Linked DNA regions of Danio rerio: region 1 is linked to region 2. A link is a contact called in public HiChIP or PLAC-seq data. All regions are on one chromosome and are shown on one strand. The core of a region is the stretch at or near the end of the contact, and the rest is flanking DNA. Distances in the headings are between cores, read along the strand shown.

Region 1 (3,467 bases), core at 843-3,342, 220 kb before region 2:
ATTCACAGGCAAAGAAGTAAGAGCTCAATGAAGCATCCGAGAAGAGCTGAAATGTGACTAATGCCTAATAAGTATTTATAATAAGTGCATGATGATAGGTCTCTTGAAGTTCTGAAGAATAGAGTATCTTTATTTAACCTGCGCACAAAGCCTGGGGGTTTGTCTGAGATAAACAACAGTAAAGATATTTTGAAATTGAATAGCGAATAAAAAATGCAGCACATGCTGAGGGCATGCAAAGTTATGGATAATCCAACACACTAATAACGTTTTATCTAGAGCAAATCGTGCATGTCATCTTAAAAGGGACACATTTAAAACATCTGAGCGTAATAAATCATGGTGAAAATAAAATCATTTAATCTGAGAGAGGAAGAACTAACACAGCACCTGTTGTTCATTATCCTGTATTAAGTGTTGAGCAGTAGCTTACAAATGAGCCATCAGCATTTCAAATGCAAGAAGCCATAACACTGTCTCCTTCGATCCCAAATGACTATACCACAAACTACAGTAATGCATGTGCATTATTAACAATATTAACCAAAGGGTCCATTAGCATGAACAGCCTCAAGTAATCTGATGTAACAGCAGATCTAAATCCTAAGATCAATTTGATATGGGAAAGTCAAAATGTTCAAATTAAAGTCAAACTTTACAAAATGTGGCTGAGGTTGTAAGCTGATCTCTGGTCAGTGCTGGCAGGAGCTGGTTAGCCAGATACTATGTTTCATTGCATTCTTAAACAAAGATTCCAAAAGGTGTGTTTTTGAACTATTTGGGGTCCCCCAGATAAACATCCAGCCATCAGTATTAGTTTTATCTCAATGGAAAAAACATAATAAAGAGCCTTTTGTGCAGCTGAAAGTTTCCATGACTGGTAAAGGTTTTCAATTCCAATACAGAACATTTTAAGAGTGTAGGCAGAGGAAACACGATAAACTTGTACTTTAAGTATAATAGTTTGTTGCAGGAACAATACGATCTACCTGCAAATGACCAGCCTGAATGTTCATCACATCATCCACCTTAAACTGAATCGATCCGTCTCTTTACACGTGGGATTGACTCCACTATTTGAATCCAGCTGTCTGAGGTAAACGCGGTTCTCCTTCACACTCGATTCGCTACATTAAAATAGAATTCTTCTGTTTCGTTTCATTTAATCTCCTAAAATTGACAAACAATAAAATATATGCGGTAAAACACTTATTGTGTTATTTATTAGTATTCGAGTCTCTTCATTTGGTTCGAAAGTGATATTTGATGGTTAATCGCTTGTTTGATTGCTATTCGTTTATCTTGTTGATCTGGCTTGAAGCTCTCTGAAGTAAGCAGAGAATATTAATCGTCCATTCGTTAATGGTTGGAATTATAAGTTTTGCCGTTCTCAAATGACTATATATAAAGCGTTTAGGACTTGAATGGTTTGTTCGCTCATTTACTGTCTTTAGTGAATGGAGAAGGGCTCCGTGAGTCAGCCCGTCGTGTGAATGTCTCCTGATGAAGGGAGCCAAAGGAGCGCTCAACTTCAGAGCTGAGCGGAATATAGATGCGATCTGAGACTGAGTTTGCTCGTGATTTCCATCTGAACCCAGGCAGTGCATTAGACTGATGCACACGAATGGGCTGGAGTAAACACCAAACTAACGTCCAATGCATTGGAAACAGTACTATTATTATCATTAATAAACAGCAATGAAAGAATAGCATATTTCATAATACTAATTTCTACTCTGTGTGCCGTGGATAACAGATGCAAGTATTACCTCAGCGCAACTCTTTCTGCAAAACGAGTTGTAAAAACGTGCACTGCGCTCTCAAATGATTAATTTCACATTTTTATCAAGCACTAAATTAATGCTAAATAAATCTGACAACAAGCGATAAGCATAAACAACGGAATGAAACCTCTCGCGCCTACCTGGGAAACGAGGAATGCGATGAAAATGCGGGTTCCGAACTCCATGGTCTCAGATCAGTGGGAATAATGTTCAAAACAAGATGCTGGTCGGACCAGCGCTGTTCATAATTCCAGAGTCGCGAGAGTAAAGCCCCTCTGCCTCGAGCTGCCAACTTCCCAAATAGAACTGCAGCCTCGTGAGCAGAGCATTGGAGTCCACCACCAATAGATTTATAGGGGGGTTTCTTCTTTGACGCTCGCATGAACCTGACATGCTCTCACCGACGCTCAAGTTTCAGCATCTTTGCTTTGCATTCCTTCATCTTTCACCGATTTTAAACTTTCTGCTTGAAAACACAATTGGGGATTAAAGCGTTTAATGGGTGGCATATTGCATCTACTCTGTTAATGGAAAGAGTATTATAGAATAATCAGACATGCATAGCTCCAAAGGGCTTGCTGTATATTTTAAGGTGTCATGTTTAATCTTGTTTTTCTTAAGAGAAATGCAATCAGCCTATGCAGGGGTTATGATCAGTCATCAATCTTAACTTTAGAAGCTGTGTTCAAGATCAATGACTGTGTGAACTTGCGGGTCACAGGTCTGTTCTGACTGGGTTGTGGACAGAATGAGGAAAAATCTTATATGCAAATAATCCAACTAAGCAAACAACCTTCAATAATAACACCAAAGTTGGTCCCACTCTACATTATTCATTCATTCATTTTCTTGTTGGCTTAGTCCTTTTTTAATCAGGGATGTTTTACGCAGCGGATGCCTTTCCAGCTGCAACCCTGGGAAACACCAATATTCTCTCATTTACACTCACACACTACAGACAATTTAGCTTACCCAATTCACCTTTTAATGCATGTGTTTGGATTTGTGGGGAAACTGAAGGAAACCAACGCATACACGGGGTGAACATGCAAACTCCACACAGAAATGACAACTGACCCAGGTGAGGCTCGAATCAGCGACCTTCTTGCTGTGAGGCGATCGTGCTACCCACTGCACCACCATGACACCCCACTTTATATTAAGTGGCCTTAATTACTATGAACTTACAATTTAATTATTCATTTAGTACATTGCACTAATTACGTGCATACATGTTTTTACTACTGATATTTCCAAAATTATCTGCTTGTAATAACACTGTTAATAAATTTCTGTAATTATGTTTATAATTATAATGTTGACTAATTCCTTACCTTAACCCAAATCTTCCACTATACAAAAATCTTAATATTCAAACTAAGGAAAGCAATGCTGGCATCCGTTAGGGAACCACAAATAGTTCTTGTATAGTCTAACTGTTAAATTCAACCCAGAAAAGGAACCTCTTTATACATTTCTAGAGAACACAAAATACATAGGAGCTACATTTTTTTTTTCACAATTTAACGAGAGGCTGCTATGTACGCTTTTTGAGATCTCAAATTTCTCTCTCGAGTGCCATTCGCGCCTGCTGTTCTCACAAACTCACCAGAGGCCGCTGTTAACTGACAGACCAATCAACTGACCCACCCTTCTCCTTCACTAAACCCAACCAATTTTAGC
Region 2 (3,359 bases), core at 812-3,311:
GTTAACCCTTTACCTAGAATATTCCAGAATTGGGCTAAGTGTGCCTTGGAAACTTCACACCTCTTCTTCTTCTTCTTCTTAAGAAAGAAAGAAAGAAAAAAAGAAAGAAAGAAAGAAAGAAAGAAAGAAAGAAAGAAAGAAAGAAAGAAAGAAAGAAAGAAAGAAAGAAAGAAAGAAAGAAAGAAAGAAAGAAAGAAAGAAAGAAAAGTTTACCAAGTTTGTCAAAAGGGGGAGAATAAGATACTGCTCTGTAACATATTTTTCTGATTACTTCAGCAGTGTGAATGTTTATGTCTTTTAAGAATATGATGTGCAGATACTCAATGCAGTAAACTCTGAATATAAAAGAGAATATTATTGATGAATATGTGGTTTAAGCTTGAAAGAGTCAGATAAAATAGGCTTTGCATAAGCCTCTGAATATTGAATCTGGCATCAAAGACGTGCTTTAAAAAATGGATTATCAAACTCACAGACACTGTAGAGATGATAACTTAGCCACTTATGTCTTTTTTTAATGTGTATTATTTGTCTACAGTTTTTGGAGACATTTATAACCATAATCTAACAAGTAATTTTGAATGTATGTTCCGTGAGCGCCATCTAGTGCTCGGAGGGTATTTTTCATTAACACTAGAGGACATGCCAAGTCACGGAAAGTCCAGGCCAATTTAATACGCTATAAAAGGTTTTATACTTGGTAAAGGGTATATCCTACAGACTCTAATTAAAATCTCCTCTTTATATTCCACTGAAATACGTATGAATCACCAGAATTAAAGAGAACAGCTCTGGCCTCTTTATGATAACTGGCACAGCCGATCAGCGCCACAAACGGGTGTTAAATCACAATATAGCTCTCTCTTAATGAAAGATTAATTCAATCTTCTTCTTCTTCTCACTCATTCACATATTCGAGGTCACCAGTCGTCATAAATCAGAAGCTTAATACTCTTTCTTTTCATGCATAAAGGGCAGATTTGTCCAGCGTACACCAACCTCTTCTCCCATATAATGTCCTGACAGGAAGCAGTGATTGATGACACTTTTAATGACTAAGCAACAGAGGGATTTACTGTCCTGTAAATTGTTCATTTAAATCCATTACACCTGAGCAAAGAGTGGCTGTTTCAAAGACATGAATCTTGACACTGATATGAAAACTTAAATTAATCAACGTGTATGACTTATGCTGCATAAATGTAATAAAAAGTGTGTGTGAATGTATAAATCTCTAAAAACTTTTTGTCCTCGTGAAGTAATTTGAATGTTAGCCAGGGAGTCTACATATTAGTATAAATAGCTATAAAATAGCATGTAAATAGCTTAAGCTACAAACTTTACAAAACTATTGCAATAATTTAATTATACACAGTATAATTAGTCTTTAAAACAGCTATATATATATAAAGACCTTATTTCGGTCTACTTTAAGCTATTTTTTTCGATAGTCCACAGAAAAAAAACATCATTATACAATAACTTGCCTACTTACTCTAACCTGCCTAGTTAACCTAATTAATCTAGTTAAGCCTTTAAATGTCACTTTAAGCTGTATAGAAGTGTCTTAATAAAATATCTAGTTAAATATTATACTTACTGTCATCATGGCAAAGATAAAATAAAACATTTATTAGAAATGAGTTATTAAAACTATTATGTTTACAAATGTGTTGAAAAAACACATACTATATATATATATATATATATATATATATATATATATATATATATATATATATATATATATATATATATATATATATATATATATATATATACTGTAGGGCGACTGCAGTCCTGCAAAGTTTCGTTCCAACTATGCTTCAACACACTTAGGTTCCAAACAAATAACTTGCGCTATGCTCTTTGTTTCAAATAAGCCTGAAGGACCCAATTAGTTTGATCAAGTGTATTTTAATTGGGGTTAAAGTTAAACTGTGCAGAGCAGTGGCCCTCCAGGAGTTTGACACCTGCGCCATATAGAAATTAGACACCTGAGTGCTGTTTTCAAAAAAGGGGGCTCTTATTTTGAAAAACCTAAGTTAAATGCTCTTCCTGGTGACGTCGTGCAGTGCCATGACATGAAGCAGCCGAGAATTGTTTTTCTGCAGTTTTCGCTGTCCTGAAACACACACACAGATGGCTATGAGCGGCTGAAGTTAGCAAATACCCAGAACAACTTTAATTGACGCACATTTGAGTGAGTTTATATGATTTAAACCTGTCATTTTGTTTATTCAACACAAACCTGGAGCATGTTGCTGTTGTTGTGTTGTGTTAACAGCACATCTGTCTGTACTGTACGTGTTGTTACAGCATGTCAGACCCTAAAAGAGCTGGCGCTGATGCTGGATCAGTGGTTTCGGACCCTCAGCACTCCCAGAAGCTTCTCAGGGTCCTTCAGTCTTTCAGACAGGACGACTGTTTTCAAGATGCAGTGCTGGTTTTGGAAGGTGAACAGATTCCTGTGCAGAAAAACATTCTGGCTGCTGCTAGTCCGTACATCAGGTATGGGAAAATGCCTGAAACTTGAATAGATTTGCATGAGGTGAGATCAGATGAGTAGCTGCTGCTATGTTTGCTCAGACATGTTGCAGACCCTTGAGCAATGTGTCATATGGGTGTGCCAAACAGCTCCACCTTGCCTGTTGCTTGGGTCACTTAAATTAATAGTTTTCTCAAAAAAGACAGAAGAGTAAAGTAATTTACACGCCCTCATGTTAACCAGCAGCACATACTGTAAAAGGCATACAGAACACAAAAGAAACTGTTTTAATGACTGATCATGGATGAATACTGAAAGGACTCAAAAAGGGCACAAAATTCACATAAAAGTGTTACAAAAATGGTTCATATTATGCAATTTTCACAAGTTCTTAATGCCCTGCTATTTAATTTTAAACTAAATCCACAAGAAAATATGAAAAAAGATGTTATTACCTAATAAGAAAAAAATAGTATATTTTTTAAAACCTATATTATATATTCAAGGCACAATTATTATAAATCAAAGGCTTATATAAGTTCTTAATATTTTAATATTAAATTTTTAAACTAAATCCTTAAGAAAAGCTATTTCATTACTTGCTTTAAAAGTTAAAATAGTATCATTTATTTCTTAAAAAGCTATTATATATATATCATACTCATAATAAATAGCTAAGTAACTAAAATAATTAGCTAAGTAAATATATTATTTTGTGCATTGACAATGAATGGTTACTGAAAGGCCTCAAAAAGGCCACAAAACTCACATAAATAATTACAAAAATTTTATATTACTCTATTTTCACAAGTTCTTAATGTTCTGCTGTTTAATTTTAAACTGAATCATTAAGAAAAGTGATTTTATTATT

Evidence for each region. HiChIP or PLAC-seq counts read pairs in DNA pulled down with a chosen protein or histone mark.
Region 1: an H3K4me3 HiChIP or PLAC-seq map of embryo shows a contact between it and region 2, with 2.3 times the contacts expected there. The contact joins the promoter of cdh13 here to the promoter of gan in region 2. A contact is called at or near these places in 3 of 18 Hi-C or Micro-C datasets (caudal fin, embryo and an unstated tissue) and 1 of 4 datasets of contacts at active chromatin or transcription factors (embryo).

The regions. Positions count from the first base shown.
Region 1 is chr18:14,907,536-14,911,002 of GRCz12tu, reverse strand. cdh13 (cadherin 13, H-cadherin (heart)) reads right to left here and starts at 2,092. Exons shown (of 14, transcript XM_068214885.2): 1 at 1,925-2,092. The coding sequence starts at 1,969.
Region 2 is chr18:14,690,433-14,693,791 of GRCz12tu, reverse strand. It overlaps gan (gigaxonin), which reads left to right and starts at 2,061. Exons shown (of 12, transcript XM_073929911.1): 1 at 2,061-2,203; 2 at 2,320-2,511. The coding sequence starts at 2,321. It overlaps LOC108179959 (a long non-coding RNA gene), which reads right to left and starts at 2,620. Exons shown (of 4, transcript XR_012393987.1): 1 at 2,252-2,620; 2 at 1,998-2,125; 3 at 14-77.